Linked DNA regions of Mus musculus: regions 1 and 3 are each linked to region 2. Evidence: chromatin contacts called from public HiChIP or PLAC-seq and promoter capture Hi-C data. All regions are on one chromosome and are shown on one strand. Each heading gives the region's core, a stretch centred on a gene start, on an enhancer-like site or on the middle of the called end of the contact. The rest is flanking DNA. Distances are from core to core; before and after follow the strand shown.

The links. Promoter capture Hi-C pulls out the DNA fragments that hold promoters and counts their contacts. HiChIP or PLAC-seq counts read pairs in DNA pulled down with a chosen protein or histone mark.
Region 1: a promoter capture Hi-C map of embryonic stem cells shows a contact between it and region 2. The contact joins the enhancer-like site here to the promoter of Atp5k in region 2. A contact is called at or near these places in 4 of 39 promoter capture datasets (the HPC-7 cell line, HPC-7-derived erythroid cells, cranial neural crest and 2 more), 5 of 115 datasets of contacts at active chromatin or transcription factors (the SCID.adh cell line, effector CD8 T cells, embryonic stem cells and 1 more) and 2 of 9 other capture datasets (adipose tissue and pancreatic islet).
Region 3: a contact with region 2 is called in an H3K4me3 HiChIP or PLAC-seq map of embryonic stem cells, with 16 read pairs. The contact joins the enhancer-like site here to the promoter of Atp5k in region 2. A contact is called at or near these places in 3 of 39 promoter capture datasets (embryonic stem cells, liver and macrophages), 1 of 484 Hi-C or Micro-C datasets (nephron progenitors), 2 of 115 datasets of contacts at active chromatin or transcription factors (both in embryonic stem cells) and 2 of 9 other capture datasets (embryonic stem cells and pancreatic islet).

The regions. Positions count from the first base shown.
Region 1 is chr5:108,329,945-108,332,818 of GRCm38.p6, reverse strand. It overlaps Pigg (phosphatidylinositol glycan anchor biosynthesis, class G), which reads right to left. Exons shown (of 13, transcript NM_001310689.2): 7 at 627-844; 8 at 1-135. Among named protein-coding and RNA genes, the nearest start is that of Pigg, 19 kb to the right of the region's middle. Within about 2 kb of position 1,543, at least 5 of the 459 cell types and tissues checked have an H3K27ac peak or open chromatin away from gene starts, as enhancers often do. A contact at or near this core is called in embryonic stem cells, where this site is marked.
Region 2 is chr5:108,432,838-108,435,716 of GRCm38.p6, reverse strand. Atp5k (ATP synthase, H+ transporting, mitochondrial F1F0 complex, subunit E) reads left to right here and starts at 1,318. Exons shown (of 4, transcript NM_007507.3): 1 at 1,318-1,391; 2 at 1,637-1,691; 3 at 1,888-1,986; 4 at 2,380-2,471. The coding sequence starts at 1,356. The coding sequence ends at 2,405. It overlaps Gm34319 (a long non-coding RNA gene), which reads right to left and starts at 1,316. Exons shown (of 3, transcript XR_003955776.1): 1 at 1,194-1,316.
Region 3 is chr5:108,517,784-108,520,995 of GRCm38.p6, reverse strand. Cplx1 (complexin 1) reads left to right here. Exons shown (of 4, transcript NM_007756.3): 4 at 670-2,442. The coding sequence ends at 867. Among named protein-coding and RNA genes, the nearest start is that of Cplx1, 31 kb to the left of the region's middle. Within about 2 kb of position 1,820, at least 8 of the 459 cell types and tissues checked have an H3K27ac peak or open chromatin away from gene starts, as enhancers often do. A contact at or near this core is called in embryonic stem cells, where this site is marked.

The sequences.
Region 1 (2,874 bases), core at 294-2,793, 100 kb after region 2:
CAGGACATGAATGGCCGAAAGAACCAAAAACACCAAGTAAAAGAGCAGCGAAAACACAGGCGACAACAGAGGAACATCCAGCTCAGCCTTTCTGCACAGCACATGTGGAGTGCTAAGGAGGAACAGGGCGAGAACCTGAAAAAGAAGATCAAGGGTGAACAGGGACGCCCAGGGATAGGAAAGTCCACTCGAATTAGCCCAACCCATCCTAACCTGCTGCTCACACAAGAGCAACAACAAAATGACCCAAGGGAAAATTAATTTTAGTTGCTTGCCAAAACTGCAGAGCTTGACTTATATTTTCATCTTTTATAGCAATGCTGAATGAAGCCATTTGCCTCATGCAAATACTTCATGAAATCTCTTAAATCTGGGTGCACAATGGAAAAATAAAGAACATTCCTATTTTCTGTGTTGCACTGACATTCTTCTTTTCAGACATAGGATCTTTGTAGCCCAGGCTGGCATGATGTAGCCATTCTCCCATCTTAGTAGACTGAATTTGGGAATTACAGACATATACCACCATACCCAGCAGTAATGATATATAAATTCAAAACCTTTATGTTTGGCTGAGTTGCACAATCCATTTAACACCTAAACCATGAGAATACAAACATGTGTACCTCCAAAACTATGAGTGTTCCCACTGCCATGGAGTACATGTCATATTGAGCCACTTGTGTGCTCAGGGACAGACTCAGGGTCTTCAGGGCACCCAGGTAATGCCTGAGTACTTTGGTCCCCAGGCCAAGCAGAATGTCTGAATGGTTTTCCTCCAAGTGCAGTTTGACCCAGTTTCCATGTAACTTTTCTGCCATTTTAAATTGCTCAAATCCAGGATCTATCAGACAAAAAGATTAGACATACTTATAATTTTAGCACATTCACTTACTGGGACATTTTTTTTTAATTAATTTTTTTTTAAAGATTTATTTATTTATTATATGTAAGTACACTGTAGTTGTCTTCAGACACACCAGAAGAGGGCATCAGATCTCATTACGGGTGGTTGTGAGCCACCATGTGGTTGCTGGGATTTGAACTTCAGACCTTCGGAAGAGCAGTCGAGTGCTCTTACCCACTGAGCCATCTCACCAGCCCTTACTGGGACATTTTTAAGAACTGATACCTAATGAAGGCAATCTGTTCCTAGGCAGGAAAGGTCAGCAAAACCGCAGTAACACTGTAACAGTTGATGATGTATATCCATCTACTGCCAACATGGCCAGAGCCTGAGTGGGGCGGGGGTGGTGTGGGTAGGGGCAGTATAAGTGGGGGAGTATAACTGGTTGAGAGCAAGAGTTGGGTCCAGGCATGTCCAAACCCCAGAAATCTCATCGTGAGATTGTCAGGAGTAGGGTCATGTCATGTGTATGTCCTGGCACAAGTATCCACCCACACCACCCCATTACCCCCACCACCCTACCACCCCACCAGGAGGTTACATAGCCCAGTTAAACTCCCTGGAATTCTTCCTTATGCTAATGAGACATTTTCAGTGCCCTGGCCCTGGCCAATGATGTACACTCACCCTGAAAGCCCCCACCCAACCACCGTTCAAAGGTTTAAGTAGCCTTTGTTCCCCAGTGACTACAATGGCCACTGAAGATATTGGGACTAAATGTCTGGCTTCTGGGTGTGGCCCAGGCACATGGCTGCCTTTTGCCTTTAGGTCTACAGGTAGTGTTATTGAAGGCAAGAAGCTGACAGTCTGCTTCCCAGATCTGGTCTGTTATTCTTTACTGTATTGTGCTTGCTTGTAACTAAATGGGTCTAAAAACAAGACTTTTTCTTGCTGAGATGCTCTGTTCTTTAAAATGCACCTCGTACTTCATCAGGACCACAGATTCCTTTATCACCCCCAATGTGCTGCACAGAGCTATGTGAATACAACTTATGCTTTGCTACCGAAGCAGCAGAGGCAGCAGCAGTGGCAGCAGAACCCTGCAGGCATATTGCTGAGGACAAGGGTTCAGTGACACAATCTGAACATTTCAGGTTGCACATGTCCTTACTACTGACAATAAGTACACAGCTGGTGCCCTCACTGCTACACCACCAAAGTAAGAGTGTCTGTGTCTACACCCCAAGCCTCCGCAGTGATCTGTATTCATAATCCATGCCTCTCTTCCAGGGAGTCACAGAAACTCAGGCCATCTTCGCCTATATCCCACTGTCTCTATAAGCGATGTATAGAAGCCTGATGGCACCCTGTAGCCCCCACAACAAAGTCACAGAGACACGGGGTACCTGTGTCTATAACCCACAGCCTCCATAAGTAAGTACAAAGATCTGGTCTATCTTTGTGTATTACTCAACAGCCTTACAGATCTCTACAAATAAGCCTCAGAGACACAGGATATTTGTGTTAATTTTACAGCCTCTACAAAAGGAGTCCTAGAAACCTGGGGTCCCTGTTCATGCAGCCAAATGAATGCTTGCTAAGCACCGACTGTGTCCTAGACACGGAATCAACACAAAGGATCTTAAATTTAAAAAGAAAAAGAAACAAAATGGTGAATAAACTAGTACAACTCCTGCCTGCCTCCACTTGGGTTTAGAAGTGTACACAAATGCAAACAAATGCAAACAAAAAATTATGTTGTAGGCATGGACATATGTGATAACCAATTGTGAAGAATGGAGGCCAGAGAGATGGCTCAGTGGTTAAACGCTCTGGTGGCTCCATCAGAGGATTCAGGCTTGATCCCCAGGACCCACATGGTGGTTACAACCACCCAACATTTTTTTTTTTTTCCTTTTGGCCTCTGCACTGAATACACATGATACATAGACATGCACGCAAGCAAAACACCCATACACATAAAAAGAAAAAACTTTAATCACAAAGAATGCTATGAAGGAAAAGCA
Region 2 (2,879 bases), core at 69-2,568:
TTCTCGTCTCAGTTTAGGAACATTTCTAGGATTCTAACAGAGAAGAACTAGGGCTTTGACTCCAGATCAAATGTAGGCAAAGTTCCAGAGCCTAGGGCAATGGTTCCTCTTCTGATGGCCCCGGAGAGCTGGGTACCTATTATGAGTCCTGCAGTTTTCATTGCTGCATTTTATCCACTTTATATTCATAATTATGTTCTCTTTATAAGTATGGACTATAAAGAGTCAGGAAAAGATACCCCATCCCTACAGACTGTGTACCTTTCCAAGCCCTGGTGCAATGCAAAACTGAGGAGGCTGGTTCAATCAACAGCCTTAGGAAGATTTCAAGTCACTATGGGGCATTGGGGTAAAGCCAGCCATTCAGTGGGTGGCTACAATCTATACTATGACAGATGTACACAAAGATGCTTGCCAATAGACACAGCTGATAATCACCTTGTCTCCATCTTGCCCCATCCCAGGCCAATGATGCTCAACTTTCCTAATGCTGTGACCCTTTAATACAGCTCCTTATGTGACCCTCCCCATACATAACATTATTTTCATTGCTACTTTATAACTGTAATCTTGCTACTGTTATGGGTCATAATGTAAATACTTTTGGAGATAAGTGTTTGCCAAAGGGATCACAAAGGGTTGGTCTAGACCGACATGGCTGCTAGAGAGGTACCCACTCTGGGGACATGGACTGCAGAAAGGTAAGTTTGGCAATCTGGGTGCTCCATGGTCAGTCTCTATGAGGCCTGAAAAGGAGGTCAATAGGACTCAGGATCTGTAGTCCTGAGAGTGTGGGCAGGGAGATGCAGGGGTTAGCCTCATTTGGATGAACATTACCTGTAAAGCCCAATGGAAATTAGGAGCTCTGGGCGAGAAAACACTGGTCGGAGGACATATGTGTCCAATGCCGGAAATTGCAGGAAAGCCCTGGAAGGTTGCTGACCTCTCAGGAAGGGCCAATACAAGTTCTGTAATCTCATGCCCAAACCCACCGCACCCAATGGGCCGCTGGAGTCGGCCAGGTGTGCTCGTCTGTTCCAAGAGATAAAGGGATTGTTTGCGTGCTCCAGTCCACAACAGGTGGGCGACAGATTCCAGGGCTGGTCAGTCATTACACGCCGGTGCTGAAGTAACGAGGCTCTGTGTCACCACCCTTTTGAAGCCAGCTTACACTAACAGCCTAGACTTCCTACCTGGAGAGTAGTAACCAGCCCCGTGGGAACGCTCGGCTATCCTCCAGTCGCTAGGGGGCAGCGCTTTCACTGCGGCGCATGCGCCTTTCTGGCTTCAGGAGGCGGCTTTCATTCTCTGTCTTCCGCCTCAGTTGAGCTTCCGGCGCGAAGGTCACGGACAAAATGGTGCCCCCGGTTCAGGTCTCTCCACTCATCAAGGTGAATCCTCATCCCCGTTGTTGCGCGGTGCTCAAAGCTCCTCTATGCCCCCTTTCCCCTCCCCTCCCGTGACTTAGCATTGCCCACCCTTGGGACTGCTGGCTGTGGTCTCGAGCAATCCCGGCCCTGCAACCCTTGCACACACACCCGCCCCGTACTCCCTCTCCCAGTACTCCTCGATGTCCGACCCCTGCGATCCCCTTGTTCCCTCGGTGTGCCTTCTACTATAATGTTTTCTTCTGCAGTTCGGCCGGTACTCCGCTCTGATCATCGGCATGGCATACGGCGCCAAGCGCTACAGTGAGTTTGGGGACCGGGAGAACGGGATTCCGGGTGAAAGGCTGTGTGACACTGCTCGAGCCTGCAGTTCCTTGGGAGGGAGATGATGCCAGGCCCTAGAGGGGGGCAGGTGGGAACAGCTATCTGGAGATTTTGGAGTCGGCTTTTTCACGAAGCAGCATTTTCAGAGAAGTTAATTGCTTCCACTCCCCCCCAGGTTACCTAAAACCCCGGGCAGAGGAGGAGAGGAGAATAGCAGCGGAGGAAAAGAAGAGACTAGATGAGTTGAAACGGATTGAGAGAGAACTGGCGGAAGGTATGGCTTTTAGCCTCTCCCAACACCCCCGAGTTTTCTGGAAGTAGCTGCTGCTTAGTGGACCAGGGGCTGCCTCTCATCCCATGACTGTTTTGTCCAGTGCTGTCCTCCGTGGAGCCCAGTGGAGTGTGAGAGGCATACTGCCCCTTCTCTTGGGTAGCATCTGCAAATTGCCTTTCGAGAGGTTACTGCTGAGCAGGCTCTCTGACCCCTCTGTGTTGACTTCCTGTGGATTCCAGTCAGATGGAGAAGGCAGTTGGGGATGCAAAGGATGGTTTTAGTAATGAAGTTAGGGTTCTCTTGGAATTAGATTCTTGATTGTTTAAAGCCCAAGTCCCCGTAAGGTGGCCCAAGTCTGTATAATGTTTGACATGGTCTCTTCTCACTTTTCAGCTCAAGATGACAGCATTCTCAAGTGAGGCGTCAGCGAGCTTGCTTTTCTCTAGTCGTTGAGAACGAATAAAGCTTCATTGTGTGATGCTGTGGCTTCCTCTCTCTTTACTGTTTGCTTCTAGGTACCGGCTCTGTGGTTGCATCCTGGCTTTTCCTTGGGTAGGGAGGGTCGGGGGTGGGGTGCAGTGGGTGGAGTTTCAAAGGAATTAATGATCATTACCAGACACACAGACAAAGCGAGAAGTGCTGGGGCATGTGAAGGTGCAGTGGTAAGGCCAAATTAGGGCTCCAGGGATGCCGGGGTAATCCCTGGAGTGGCCTAGCCTCCTGGAAGCAGCTTGCTCTGCTCTGATCTGCACTCTTCTGCTTATGTCAGCAGCTCGGGCCCAGTACAGGAGGATGGGTGTTGATGCCTTCACAATAACGTGGGTCTTGTGCCCCCAACTGATAATTCTTCTCTAGTTCTTAGAAAGTGACCTAAAGCTGAACTATTCAAGGAG
Region 3 (3,212 bases), core at 571-3,070, 85 kb before region 2:
AGCCTCTTCTTACCTCTACGGTCTCATTTACCTCTTTTTTTAATATAATATTTTTGTTTTTTAAATCGTCATTGTGTTAGAAGCCATTATAAACAAAGTATGTTTTGTGATTTTCTCCACCCTCCTGCCGCTCCTGTTCCTCCCTTGTAGCATCCCTCAAATTTATTTTTTAATAATTACATGTAGGGCATGTGTCTACGGTGTAGGTATGTGCACGTCAGTACAGGTTCCTGAAGTGGTCCGAGGCTTTGAATTCCTTGGAGCTGGAGTTACAGACATTTATAAACTGCCTGACGTTGGCACCGCAAATCAAACTTGGGTTACTCCAGAGGAGCAGTAAGCGCTTTCAACTTCTCTCCACGCAGTCCCAGATTTTTTTTCTTTCTCTTTCACATCCCATGTGTCCTTCAGGCACCTCTTAATTGTTCCATCTTCTGTGTGTTTCTTCTAAAACCTGAGTGGGATCACTGTTGGAGCCCTGGTGAGCAGGATGGGCCTGGAACCTAGCTGGAGTCTTCCTCAGCCATAAATAACACCTTTTAGAGACGCTGGTTGGTTTCTTCAGTGCAGGAAGGACATGGCTTCTCTGGTATTACATCAGTGCCACCCAGGCTGGGGACTGGGGAGGGAAGTATGCAAGCCCCGCCTTGACTGCCCTTTCCTTTACAGTATGGCATCAAGAAGAAGGAGGAGCGTGAGGCTGAGGCTCAGGCAGCCATGGAGGCCAACTCGGAAGGCAGCCTGACTCGACCCAAGAAGGCTATCCCACCGGGCTGTGGCGATGAGCCAGAGGAGGAAGATGAGAGCATCCTGGACACTGTCATCAAGTACCTGCCTGGGCCACTGCAGGACATGTTCAAGAAGTAATGATATTGGGTCAGCACCAGGAGCCCTGCCCACTGTACAGACCCCCGCGGAGTCTCCCCCCAACAAGGGATGTTGGGAGCAGATGCAGCCCCCCTACCCCCGCAAAAATAAGCCATAGTCCTAGATCTATCCTGCCCATGTCCCCCCTCGCGCCTCGGGAGCCTCTGGCCACCCCTCCCCATACTGCCATCACTGACCCCACCAGGCAAGGGTGTGACCCTCAGGCCCCTGTGCTGTGCATCCTTGCCTTCGGGTGGTTGGACCCCTCCTTACTAATCTTAAGTTCACCATCCCCACAGAGCCTGCCCAAGGTCAGGCCCCGAGGGCCAGCCCTGACCACCCCTGGATGGGTGGCTACCAGTCAGGGCCTAAACTCAGGAGCACAGCCATAGTGGGGTGGGACTTGGGGAATGAGCAGTGGGTGCTTGGGGCCCCCAGCCCTTCCCTGAGTCCATTGCCCCAGTTTCTGGACTTGTTGGACCTGCTGGACCATTCGCTCTGTCTTCCTGTCTGTGAGCTACCACCCTAGTCTTCCCCAGCAGCCTTTGCATATTTTGTCCAGCTGTCTCTTTCTCTGTTGCTCTGCAAGGTTTGGCTTAAGAATTCCATGGCCAGAGGAAACACAGCAATAGATTTGGAGCGGGTGGTCTCAGACACACTTGGAGTCCCTTGACATCGTCTGTAATGCACTTTCCAGAGTCCCATCTTTCCCTGATCCCACCTCTCCCTGGTGGCCTCCTGTCCTCTTCATGTGGGCAGGCAGTCTCCTAGGATCTTCCTGGCTTTACCCCTGGACACCTACCCTCCAAATGCCCGTCTTCCTAAAAGCCCTGGGTTCTGGTGATTCCCGCCCGTGCAGAGCAGACAGAGGGCCGCATAATCAAGTGTCCCACCCTCTCCACTATTCCTCCTCTGAAGGGCTGACAGTGGCCGGTAAATGCAAGCTCCTGGGCTTGGGCTGTGGTGTTTTGTTCTGTGTGTGGCCCAGGGGCAGTATGACCCAACTACTCCCCCTTTGCCCAGCCAGCAGCCATTGTTCTTCATATTTGTTTAATTTACATCATAATATGTTGAATCTCAGGTAAATGAGGTCTGTATTTGGTAAGTTTTATCTTGACAGAAAGGCCAGCCTGGTCTTCCCATAACCCTTCCTGTCCACAGTAAAACTGAATTAAGTGTCCATGAGTTTTGGGCCAGGTGTGTGGCTTAGCATTGACCTTCATGACCTTACATAGCTCTTTAGAGAAGCCATAACAATTAGACTGCAATACTATTCAGAATGCCCTCTGCCCAAAGAGATGAAGCATGCTCGGCCCACAGTACCTTGCTCACCTGGGCCATTCTCTGCGCCTCTGGCTGGTTTTCATGAATTGAGAAGCCAGCTCTGAGCAGATGGCCCTCTCTTGAGTCAATCCTGCATCCTGTTCCTAGCGCATGGGGCACCGGGCGCTGAGCTTAGAATAGCCCATGTGTTACCTGTCTGTCTGTCCTCGTGCCTGCACCTCCTGCATGTCAGAGGCCTCACATTTTCTCTCTGAGGGAATCACAGCCAATAAACAGTGATTTCACACCGTGTGGCTATTCCTTCCAAGACTACCATTCGACCTGGGTGTGGGAGGGGGTGCCCTCCCTCACACTGTGGACAAACACAGGGTGTCTCTTATTCTCCAGAGGGCAAAGATCCCTTCAGGACCCCAGTGCCTGGAGTGAGCCTCCAGAACATACAAACCTTCTTTCTCACAGTTCAAGGCTCTGGTGAATCCAGATTGTACTGCTTCCCCGGCTTGGGCCCACCAGGAATTTCACAGCCCTGTTCCCCTGCCCACCCCAAGGGGCTGTCCTGGTTCCCAGTAACACTAGTGCACCTTCTGGGATGGCTGCCCACTCTGCTGAATAGGGAAGAAGTGACCATAGGTCTTGCCAGCTCTCTCCCCTGGCACATTATCAGCCCCTACCTCAACCCCATTTTGCTTCATGCTCATCCCAGCCTAAGGTGCTATGGTCACATTTGTCCTAGAAGAGTCCTTGTCTGTCTCCCTTCTGGGACACCTCTCTTGTAGGAGATAGCAATGGTGGGAAGTCCTATGGCTTCCTCTACACATGGAATGTCCACAAAACCTGCCAGTCTGAGCAGAAAGGCTACATATGTCTCACTCTTGCTGGGGATGCAGGGGTGAGTGGAGGTGAAGAGCAAAATGGGGAAAGTGGGTACGATTTAGAGGGGTCATGCTTTCTCCAAGTACAGTAGTATCTCCTCTTGCTACCTTGGGAGCATCCCTTGTGTTGCAGGAAGTATTTTTTAAAAATGAACCCACCAGTTCTCCGGCAGGGCCTAACTAAGCTCA